Regions from separate parts of the Mus musculus genome. Here all the other regions are linked to region 3. A link is a contact called in public promoter capture Hi-C data. All regions are on one chromosome and are shown on one strand. Each heading gives the region's core, a stretch centred on a gene start, on an enhancer-like site or on the middle of the called end of the contact. The rest is flanking DNA. Distances are from core to core; before and after follow the strand shown.

Region 1 (3,591 bases), core at 67-2,566, 1.2 Mb after region 3:
TGGATCCCTCCATCCTTGAGCACTAGCAGGGTCCTTGGGCTTGGCCTGCTTCTCATCAGTCCAACTCTCAGAATGCATGGCTCTGCTCTCATTCCTACACCTCTAGGCTCCAAGCCTCCAGCTAAGCCTCCCACCATGCCCTCCTTCAGCACCTAGTTCTCTTATCCTATGGTTCCCATCTCTGCCTTCCTGGACACTAGACTCCATCTCTTTCTGAACCCCATCCCTTTCCAACTGACTCTTCCCCTCATTGGTCCAAGAGCCATAACTCTAGTTTCTGACCTTGTCGTCACTCATTAAATCTATCTCTTCTGCCATTGGCTTTTCCTCAATCCTCATTGTAACCCACCTCTTTCCTGATTATTGATCTGACCCTTGTAGGTGACCCCTGAAAGGTGCTGTGAACCCCATAGAGCACATCTCTTCAAATCAGACTCCTCACTGTATAGACTTGACTTTTAACCACCAACATGGAAACTGACCAACGGACGGCTCCACCCCCTAGTTACTGTCTCCGTCCTTACAACCCCCCCCCCCCATCTTAATACAACCCGCCCCCCAAGTTATCATAGGTCCCGCCTCTCAAAGGTCTTTCCCTTCAGCCTACGCAGGCACTGCCCCTCGACGAACCTCCCGCCTCAAGTCAATCAAAACTACGTCCGATCCAAGACCCCGAGCCGCAAGGCCCCGCCCCCGAGCCGCAAGGCCCCGCCCCCGAGGCGGCCCGTCCCCCGCGGTCGCGCGCACCTTGGGTGTGAGTACGAGCGCGGCGCCGCCGTGCACGGCCACGATGGGCAGCGAGGTCTGCGCCGACAGGAAGTCGAGAATGGGCGCGACGGCGGGCGCGCGCGAGTCGTCCTCGAACACCACGCCGTGCACGCGCAGCCCCGACAGCAGGTCGCAGAGCTGCAGCACAAGGCTGCGAGGGTCGGAGCCGTTGAGCACCAGCGCCACGGGCCGTACGTCCAGGCCCGGGCTGCGCACTGCCGCCGCCACGGCCGGGCCCAAGCGCGCCGCCTCGGCCGCGTACGCCGGGCCAGAGAAGACCAGCGCCACGTTGAGCGGCCGCGCCCCGCCCGTGCCCCCGCCGGCCGCGCCCGGCCCCGGCACCTCCTCCGGGAACGGGCTGGCGCACGCCAGCGCCAGCAGCAACAGCATCTTAGCGGGGCCCCGAGGGCCGCGGGGGCCACCGGCGCCGCGCATCGCCTGCGGGCCCCGCCGGGCGGCCTCTGCGTGGACGGGAGGCGAGGGCAGAGCCCGAGGGGAGACACGGGAGAGACGGGGCGAGAGGGGAAGGTTGGGTGATGGAGAGAGGGAGGGGCCGACACGGAGGGAAACAGAGATGAGGGACAGAGATAAGGGAGAACGAGACAGAAGGAGGAGACAGAGATCGAGAAACAGAGATAGGGAAGGCGACAGAGACAGTGAGACCCAGATAGTGAGGGAGATGCAGAGTCAGGATGAGAGGGGAAAGTTGGGTGAGAGAAGGCGCGGCGGCAGAAGCATAGAGGGAGACAAATGAAGAGAGGGAGACGGGAAGAAATGGAGAGACAGAGAGGGAAAGAGGCAGGAAAGAGACATACAGAGACCAGAGACAAGAAGAGACAGCGGGAAAGGCAATGGAGGGAGTGGAAGGGAAAGATGGAACCCAAATAGAGGGAGGGGTGGGGGGGTGAGATGAAGGAATGAAATGTGGGAACCAGGAGGCACAAAGGCGGGAGGGGGTGAGTAATGGGGTCAGGGAAGATGCAGAGGTAAGAGGTGGGGGGAGAAGGCAGGCATGGAAGGGGCAGTGATCGAACAGATGGGAAAGAGACCCAGAGATGGGACAAAGACCAGGAAAAGAACGCCAGTGAGAGCAAAGGAGAGGGGGACAGCGAGAGAGATGGTCAAGGAGAGGGGAAAGAGTGAAGAGAGATGAAAGGCCAGGCTCACGGGGACACAGACCCAGGAGAGGGAGCACAGGAGAGGGAGCACGGCAGAGGATGGTAGTGAGGCAAGGAGAGATGCAGAGAGAAATACAGGGAGGCGGAGAGATGAGAAAGTTGCGGGGAATAGAAAGCAAAGCAGAGACCCACAGTCACCCAGAGTCAGGCACACACCAACCTCAGGAAGAAGGAGTGGAGATGGAGAGAGGCAAGCAGAGCGAATGGAATACAGAGAAGACAGAAATAGCAAGGCAAGGCGAAGCCCCAGACCCCCACCCGGGAGGTGCCCAGCACACATAAAAGCAAGGCAGAGGCAGGTGGCAGAGGAAATGGAAAGAAAAGGGCGAAAGTAAGGGGGAAACGGGAGAGGAAAAGGGGTCAGGTGTATGGGGGAGAGAGAAGGAGAAATTAGTTGGGTATCCAAGGAGAGACAATGCCCACCACCCTAAGCCATTCTTAGCCCCTCCTCCTGTCCCTGCCCCCCTCGTTTTCATTCTTGATGAAACTGAGTCACAGGCCAGTCTTGGGGTTGGGGGCACAGCTGTGGGGAGCTGGGGGGGGGGGTTGTCCCTGGCTTCCAGCCCAGAGCAATTTAGTAAATTAAAGGAAGAAGAGTGTTGCCTCCAGTGGCCCCTGTTGAATACTAGTTGCCTGGGGTGGGTGGGCCAGGATCCCAGGCTTCTGGGTACTAGGTTTGAGGAGGAGCCCTGGGGGCCTGATCTCTGCTCACATAAAGCTCCAAGGACCTGCACTGGGGGCTTCCTGAATGGGCCAGGGTCCAGATACAGAAGGGTTCTCTCTTGGCCGTCAGTCTCCTGTCTGGTTGCCATGGTAGCACAGGCCGGTCCACTCTAGACAGCAAGGGTTGGGGCAAAGGCACACACCCCCTACCCTGGCTGGAACCCTTATCTTCCAAATCATTACTCCACCTTTCTGGAGGTCCTGGGCACTTGTCTCCCCAGGGAAGGGGGTGCCCCCTCCTGCAGGCCATACCTCCTCCTGTCCCCCCTCTTCATTGCCTTTCCTTCCCAAGCAGCTGGCTCAGTCCCTGCTCAGAATAGCCCCCCTTTCTCCCCAAAATAACGCACAGCTGTGGCCTGGCCCCCGCGGGGTTAATACTGGTTCTCTCCCTTCCTGGTGGCTGCTCAGCCATCAGCCCCCTCCTCCACTTCTCAGACCCTAGCCTCTGCTTTTTTGGGGGTCCAAGGTCCTTGTCACTGTGAGGCCTAGGAGGACAGCCTCAGCCCCACCCCTGTCGGGAGGCAGTGTTTTCACATACAGGGTTCTTGAGGGCAATGTTTCTACCCAGCGCTTGTACCCCGTTATCAGTCCTCAGGAAGCAAAGTCCCCAGATCTCACATCAGAGCTGGCAAAGTCCATTCCGACCTCCACCTTATGAGTTTAGCCTCTGTTTCCATCCTACAGGGGCCTCAGAAGCACCCCGAGCCTGCTCCGTCAGGAGTGCTCACCCTCCCGAAATTCCTGACTGAACTTGGCCTGGCAGGTACCCCACCTCACCCAGCTCTGCAGTCCACTCATCTTTTTCTCAGGGCCTGGGCATCCTGGCCTCATCCTGTCCCAACACCGGGGAGTCTTGGTTCCTGTCTTGTTCTCCTTTAAGGAGCCCCCCCCCCTTTTGCCTCAGACCCCATCAGTCCCAACA
Region 2 (3,421 bases), core at 759-3,258, 1.1 Mb before region 3:
AGAAATGGAATACGCCCAGATGTCCATCAATATAGATGGATGTATAATGAAACTATAGTATAAATGCAGTGGGATTTTATGAGTCATAAAATGAAATTTACAAGGAACTTGATTCAACTGGAAAATATGAGATGAGGTAATTCATGAAGACAATGACAACAAGTTCTCTTTCATATACAGGTACTAACTTCTGATTATATATATTTATATACGTGTGAATGTATGTGTGTATGTATGTACACACACACACACACACACACACACACACACACACACAATTGTCTCTATCAGCTCATCATTTCCATGAGTCAAGTGCTTCATCTTCCTGGTGAACTAGCAGTGGCTCAGGACACAAGATAGATGAGCATTGTTTATTGACTAAAGAGGGAAAACTATTGAAAGAAATTCCGGGCTGGGCATGGTGGCGCATGCATTTAATCCCAGCACTTCGAAGGCAGAGGCAGGGGGATTTCTGAGTTCGAGGCCAGCCTGGTCTACAAAGTGAGTTCCAGGACAGCCAAGGCTACATACCCTGTCTCGAAACAAAACAAAACAAAACAAAACAAAACAAAACAAAACAAAACAAAAAGAAATTCCGGAAGAACACGTTGGTGCCTAACTTATCATAATTTTGCTCTGTGGTGATGGATGGCTGAGTCCACTCTTTTGGGACTCCTGAGGTGTATCTTTGATGATGAAACTGTTTCCTAAATCATTATTCCTGTAGTCTGTTCTCAGTGGGAAGCTCTAGACTATGTGTGAACTGGGCATGATTGCACATTGTTGTAATCCTAGAACTTCCCTGGTATAGACAAGATCAGAGTAACTTCAAGGCCAGCCTGGTCTACATAGTTCCAGACCAGTGGTTCTCAACCTTTCTAATATTTTTCATTGCTACTTCATAACTGTAATTTTGCTACTGTTATGAATCATGATGTAAATATTTTTGGAGATAGAGGTTTGTCAAAGGGGTCATAACCCACAGGTTGAGAACCACTGTTCTAGACTGTCCAGGGCTAGAATGTGTTTAATATGGAGATAACTCACACAATTTTATACTTTATTCTTATAATGTACATTAGGTCTACTAATTTATTCACTACAGTGCTAGGTGTTTTTCCCATTTGACTAGTGTCCCTGTTTATCATTATTTCCACTGCCCACCTAGTTCTACATTATTTCTATTATGCGATTTAGAAGACATTTTACTTCTAAGTAAGAACAGGTTTCTATCCTCTGGGAACCGTGAGATGCCTCAGTATGACGTAAATGATGGCTTATCTCAGTTTCTCACCGTTGGTGTTCCATATGACTTACCTCCTGTTTCCTAATAACCCCACATAGTTTTCAATTTTTGAAAAATTAGAAAAGGCCAGTGTGGTGATACACATCTTTAATCCCAGCACTCGGGAAACAGAGGCCATGAGATGTCTGAGAGTCCAAGGCCAGAATGACCTTCATGTCCGGTTCCAAGCCAGTCAGACCAATATAGTGAGGTCATCTCAAAAATAAGAACTTCTTTCAATTCTGGTGAAAATCAAGAGAAAGTTGAAGAAAAAGAGAAACAGATTAAAAGCACTTGTTGCTCTTGCAGCTGTCCTGGATGCTATAAACTCAACATGCAGGCAAAAATACATAAAGTAAATCTAATAAAATACAGGGGAAAAAAAGGTACATTTAGGAAGATGTAATGTTACAGTGTCTTAGAATTATATACACATACAAGACGTTAATAAATCCCCTAAGCATGTGAGACAGCCTTGGACTTTCACCTATCACATTCTTGTCGGCTGTATGGAACCGTTGCGCTTTGATGCTTGCCTCTGTGTCACGGGAGTGTGGGTTCAGCCATGGCACTTTCTAGGAAGAAGTTAAAAAAAAAAAAAAAAAAATCAGAAACCACCAGATGAGCCATAATAAGTACTGGCAAGACAGACTTCCGCCAGTGGTGGTGCGCATGCGCGCCACCCAGGGCTACGTGGTAGTGAACTGAGGGAACCCTTATTCAAATCGGAAGTGGCCTAGAGTGATCACATCCGCTCAGATCTTAAAGTAGTTCGCCTCTCCTGTCGTTGCCAGGGTAGCGTGGGTGTTTGGAATCCGAACCCATGGAATTGTGGGTGTCTGTGGGCGGAAGTCTCGCAGTCCTGGCGTGCCGTGTGCAGAGCTTCTCTAAGGTGTAATGTGAGGTGAGTGGATGTGGAGCAGAGGACGCTGTGCTGCTGAGCGCCGGTTTGTGCTGAGTGATGGTTGAATCGGCCCCAGGGGGGGATGAGGTGGATAAAGTGGGGGTCGTTCGGTTCTCTTTCATTCTGTTCCTGCGGGTTTTCCGCGTCTGTATTTTGTCACTTCCCAGTATGCTGTCCTGTGGGATTTCCCACCGTCGTCCGTGAAAATTACCATGTGAGGGCATTCGGGGCAGGACTCAGTGAGTGGGCGCTGCAGCATCCGGGAGCTTCAGGGCGAGGACCTTGAGATGGCTTGTGATCCGCTCAGTCTGTGATTGGCTTAGGAGTCAGGCGATGGAGCTTGAGGCCAGTGTAGGGTGCTTTGTGAGGGCGACCGCGTCGCTTTCTGGGCTGTTTGAGTAGCTGGTAACTGGAGCCCTGGCTCCTGGTCAAACACTGGCCTTCGAGAGGAGATAAACTCCAAAGAGTAAGAGAAAACGGGGAAATGAATTTATTTACGTTTGGTCCAAACTGGAGACCCAGTGCCCTCCATCTCTGTCAGCCTAAGCAGTATTAGCAATAGAAGGCACTGCCTAGAAGCCAGGAGATGTGTTTAGGTATATTTAATGTGGTCACAGTTATCTAAGCGGGGACATAGCCTTGGGGCTGCCCTTAGGTGTTCTGGATATTTCCTTTCCCCCGTATGCAACTGAAGACAGAAGAAAGATTTAAGAAAAAACTAGTCATTTCAGTTACAATTGAAAGTTTACATAAATACTGCAGTCCTTTGCTGATGTGAGGTCTGATCGGAGGTTTGACTTGTGCCTGGGATCTGTGAATTTGGCAAGGATTGGTAATTGGCAGTTACGCAGAAAGGTGCTGCTGTAAAAAGATTGTAAGGCAGAAGCCTGGGTTCCTGCATCCAAACAGGCAAGGGCCAGCCTCATCCAGTCTGCCTACTGAAGAGACCAGTGAGGAGGAAAGGCAGGAGAGTGGAGATGTGGGTCAGCAGTGTTGGGTTCCCAGCACCCACACCACATGGTGCCTTGGAACTGCCTGGTGGGACGATTCCAGGGGATCCGTGTTCCCTTCTGGCCTCCCAGCTAATGGTGCACAGACAAAGACAGACAAAACACCCACACACGTTTCATTTTTAAATGTTTGAATAGTAAGAATAAATCTTTAAAAAAAAATTTTTTTTTCCGTTAATGTTGGGCGAGCTGCCTTCTCCAATTATTCCCCACCTCCTAAAG
Region 3 (3,794 bases), core at 1,209-3,708:
GGGATGTGGGGATTCAGGGAAGTTAACCAAGCCAAGAGGGTGGGCCCAGGGCCTGGCCCCAAATGGCTGAGCCCCAGCCACACACCCCTCCCTCAGGCAGCAGGAATGCGGTGCCAGGACTCATTAGTGTCACTTAGGCAGGTGAGAGCACCTGGGAGGAGCAGACAGAGCTGTGTGGAAAAGGAAAGCAGCCAGGGCCCCGCCCGCCTGGGCAGAGGCTGGGGCAGCACCAAGCTTATGACCTCAGCTAATGGGTGACATAGATCCCGTCCTGCCCCAGCCTCCTCCCTCAGACTCAAGGGGCCAGGACCCACCTTCTTCCCTCAGACACAGGGGTCCTGACCCCAGCTCTCCTCCCTCAGGCCCAGACGTCCAGACCCCAGTTTCTCTCTCAGATTCAGGGGTCCAGAACCCAACCTCTTCCTACAAACCCAGGGGTACTGACCCCAGCCCAGCCTCCTCCCTCAGTCCTAGATTGGTCAGGACCCGGTCCTTTTTCCTCAGACCCTGGGATCCTGGCCCCAGCCCTTCTCCCTCAGGTACAGAAGTCCAGACCTCAGCTTTCCTCCCTCAGGCACACGAGTCCAGACCTCAGCCCTCCTCCTTCAGACACATGAGTCCAGACCTCAGCCCTCCTCCTTCAGACACATGAGTCCAGACCTCAGCCCTCCTCCTTTAGACACTAGGGTCCAGACCTCTGCTCTCCTCGCTCAGACACTGGGTTCCACGCTCAGCTTCTTCCCTCTGACTTGGGGTACCTGGCTCATTATCGCTCTGGGAGCATGGATCCTAACTCCCTCTCGTCCCGACCCAGCGCCCTATGGCATAGCTCCTTTATCCCGCGGATCCCGAGGCTACCTGGGCGCCTGGCGGTAGAGATGGGGAGGCCTCCGAGTCCAGATCCTCTCCAGCACCCAGGTGAGGCCGGCTCTGCGGTCCAGCAAGAGGTGGGGCCTCTCCCGTCAGGAAGGCAGGACCGGGTTCTGACGTCTCCTGACACCTGCCGGGCTGGGCGGGGGGCGGGGCCTGGCACAGCAGCCAGCAAAGATAGAACCTGTTGCCAAGTGGGCGGCTGTGGGCAAAGGTGAAGGGCTGGCACAGAGCCGGACTAAGTATGCTAGGGTTCGAATCTCCCTCCAGCCTTCTGAACCTTCACTTTCTTCGCTAGGAATTGAGGCTCATGAGATCAACAAAAATTATTTGAGGAAAAGGACCCAGGTCTCTGTTCTGTTTTATCGTGGTTTTTTTTTTTTTTTTCTTTCTTTCTTTCTTTCTTAGAATCTCAGTTTCCTGAACCCTGGAAGTGGGATGCCCCAATCCTCAGATATGATGTCAAAATGCTATGCCAGCCTCAGGCTTGGGTCTTCTCCTCAATCGAGAAGGTGATCGAGGAGGAGACATCGGGTGATCATGCCTACGATAAACTTGTGGCTTAAGAGGTGTTAAGAGGTATGGCTTACAGAACAATTTATTTTTGTTTTTTGTTTTTCAGATACAGGGTCTTAAGTAGCCCAGGCTCGCCTGGAACTCATCATGTAGCTGAGGCTGGTCTTGAACTCCTGATTACTATTATGATGTTTAAAAAAAAAAAAAAGCCACAGGGCCAGGCACACCAGGTCCCTGTGTTCCCCACCTCGGTCCAGTCTATATCTTCACTCTCTGTGAGATGGAAACCACACAAACCTACCTCAAATCCATTCTCCTACACTGGAGGGGAGTTTAGTTATACATTAAAGTGCCCATGTCCATTGTGAGGCTTGGTGGCACACTCTTGTCATCGCGGCCCTTGAGAGGCTCAGGCAGGAAGGTTGGGGGTTGAGGTCAACTCGGTCTACACAGTGAGTTCAGAAGCTATCTCCAAAAAAAACAAAAAACACAAAAAAAACAAACAAAAAAAACTCACAAAAAAACAAAAAACCAAAACAAAACAAAAAACCAAAACAACTAACTAAACCAAGTCAAATCAAAACAAACTGGGACACCCAGCCAAACACATCCTTCTCTGTTCCTGTCCCTGCCTGTCGCGACCCCTCTCTCTCTGGTCCACAGCTTTTTCCTCCTCTGACATCTGACACGGTAGTCCTGAGAGCTGGGGAATGGAGACCATGACTCAGGTGTTCTATCATGCAACGTTCCAAGCACTGCCTCAGTTTCCCCTTCTGCAGAACAGACCGTGTGACGCTGTCAGAGATGACCCCAGGCTGTCTGGCACAAGGTGGGAATCCGGGCTGGGTGACTACAACCTTCCCCTTACCTCTCCCTGACCCTGGGGTCGCTTGCACCCAGGGTGAATGTCTTGACCCACCCCTCTCCAAGACCCCCCGCTGTACCCCACCGGCTCCGGCCTCCCCAGGTCTGACAGGCTCTGGCCAACCCTTGGGGCGCACCACGGGGGGGAGGTCCCCGGACACTCACCGGCGCCCAGGGCGGTCCAGAGGCCTCGGCCTGGACAGAAAAGGAGGCGGGGCCTGCAGTGGACGGCCCCACCCACAGGTAGGCATTACAGACCAATCAGCACTTGCTGCGGCCCGCTCAGACCTCGCCCCTGGGGCTCAGTGCTGCCCAATCAAAAAGAGCGGCTGGCGCGCCAGGCCAATCAGAAGTTGGCAAAGCGTGCCAGGCGTGGGAAAAGAACCTGGCCGAGAATGTGCGGCAGTAGGCGGGACCCGGGCCTGATGGCCAGCAGGAAGCACCAATAGAGATGCTTGGGGAGCGGCCAGCAGCTGCTGGTTCAAGGGGACAGGGTGAATGGGCTGCTTTGTAAACAGGCATGAATGGATGCCTTTGTGCGCACCCGTAGGGGGCGGCGGGAGGCCGGAATGCCTGGGTCCCCCGGGAGCCGGCGTGAGGACACACACCAAGAAACTGCTTTTGTAGAGTGCAGACCGTGAGCAGACCCAAAGCAGGTGGATGGGTCAGAATCATTTATTGAGCTCAAAGATGTGTGAAGCGTTTCCACTACGTAATTTCACTAAAGCCTTGAACTTGGTGCGATTGAGACCTTATATGGAGACTCAGTAGAGGGTTAGCCTAGCATGCACGAAGCCCTGGGTTCCACCCAGTCACCTTGCAAAGCAGGAGTGATGGCACCAGAGAATCATTCCAGCCCTGGAGAACTGGAGGTTGGAGGATCAGGAGTTCAAGGTCATCCTACAGCTATGTAAAGATTTCTAGGCCAGCCTAGATTATAGGAGACCCTGTCTCAGAAAACAAAGCAAAAACCCCAACCTCATCTGGAGGACCACACCTACCATCCTAGCTAGCATTGCCGGGCTGAGGCAGGAGGACTGCAATGAGTTGAGGTCATGGGTTTAAACAAAGTGATTGAGAAACTTAGTGTGACCCTGTCTCAAAGTACAAAAAGAGGGCTTAAGATGTGGCTCAGTTATAGGGCACTTGAGCTATAAAGCACTAAGTTTACATCACCTTACTGCAAAAATAAATAAATCAGCAAACAAACGATAAGTAAATACCAAAGTCCCCAAAGCCCTCACCACATAGATACACTCCACCTTGTCTTCCAACTGCTTAGCTCGTGTTGTTTCATAGTCCCTTAAGCACTTGGGTCTGCCTCAGCTTTGAACAGTCTCCTAAACTTGCTGTTTCCTTGTGTATGTGTGTGAGTGTATGGCTCTCTGTGTGTGTGTGTGTGTGTGTGTGTGTATGGCTTTTTTACCTGCATATATGTATGTGTACTGTGTGCATACAGTGCGGTCGGAGGCCAGAAGAGGATGTCAAATTTCCTGCAACTGGAGTTACAGATGATTCTGAGCTGTCCTGTGGGTACTGGGAAT

What was found. Promoter capture Hi-C pulls out the DNA fragments that hold promoters and counts their contacts.
Region 1: a contact with region 3 is called in a promoter capture Hi-C map of liver, with 4 times the contacts expected there. The contact joins the promoter of Grin2d here to the promoter of Myh14 in region 3. A contact is called at or near these places in 2 of 39 promoter capture datasets (both in liver).
Region 2: a promoter capture Hi-C map of neural stem cells shows a contact between it and region 3. The contact joins the promoter of Zfp719 here to the promoter of Myh14 in region 3.

What each region holds. Positions count from the first base shown.
Region 1 is chr7:45,865,365-45,868,955 of GRCm38.p6, forward strand. Grin2d (glutamate receptor, ionotropic, NMDA2D (epsilon 4)) reads right to left here and starts at 1,317. Exons shown (of 12, transcript NM_008172.2): 1 at 748-1,317. The coding sequence starts at 1,203.
Region 2 is chr7:43,577,578-43,580,998 of GRCm38.p6, forward strand. It overlaps Zfp719 (zinc finger protein 719), which reads left to right and starts at 2,009. Exons shown (of 4, transcript NM_172482.1): 1 at 2,009-2,189.
Region 3 is chr7:44,668,385-44,672,178 of GRCm38.p6, forward strand. It overlaps Myh14 (myosin, heavy polypeptide 14), which reads right to left and starts at 2,459. Exons shown (of 42, transcript NM_001271540.1): 1 at 2,416-2,459. 2310016G11Rik (RIKEN cDNA 2310016G11 gene) reads left to right here. Exons shown (of 5, transcript NR_152106.1): 2 at 815-918; 3 at 1,279-1,449; 4 at 2,050-2,215.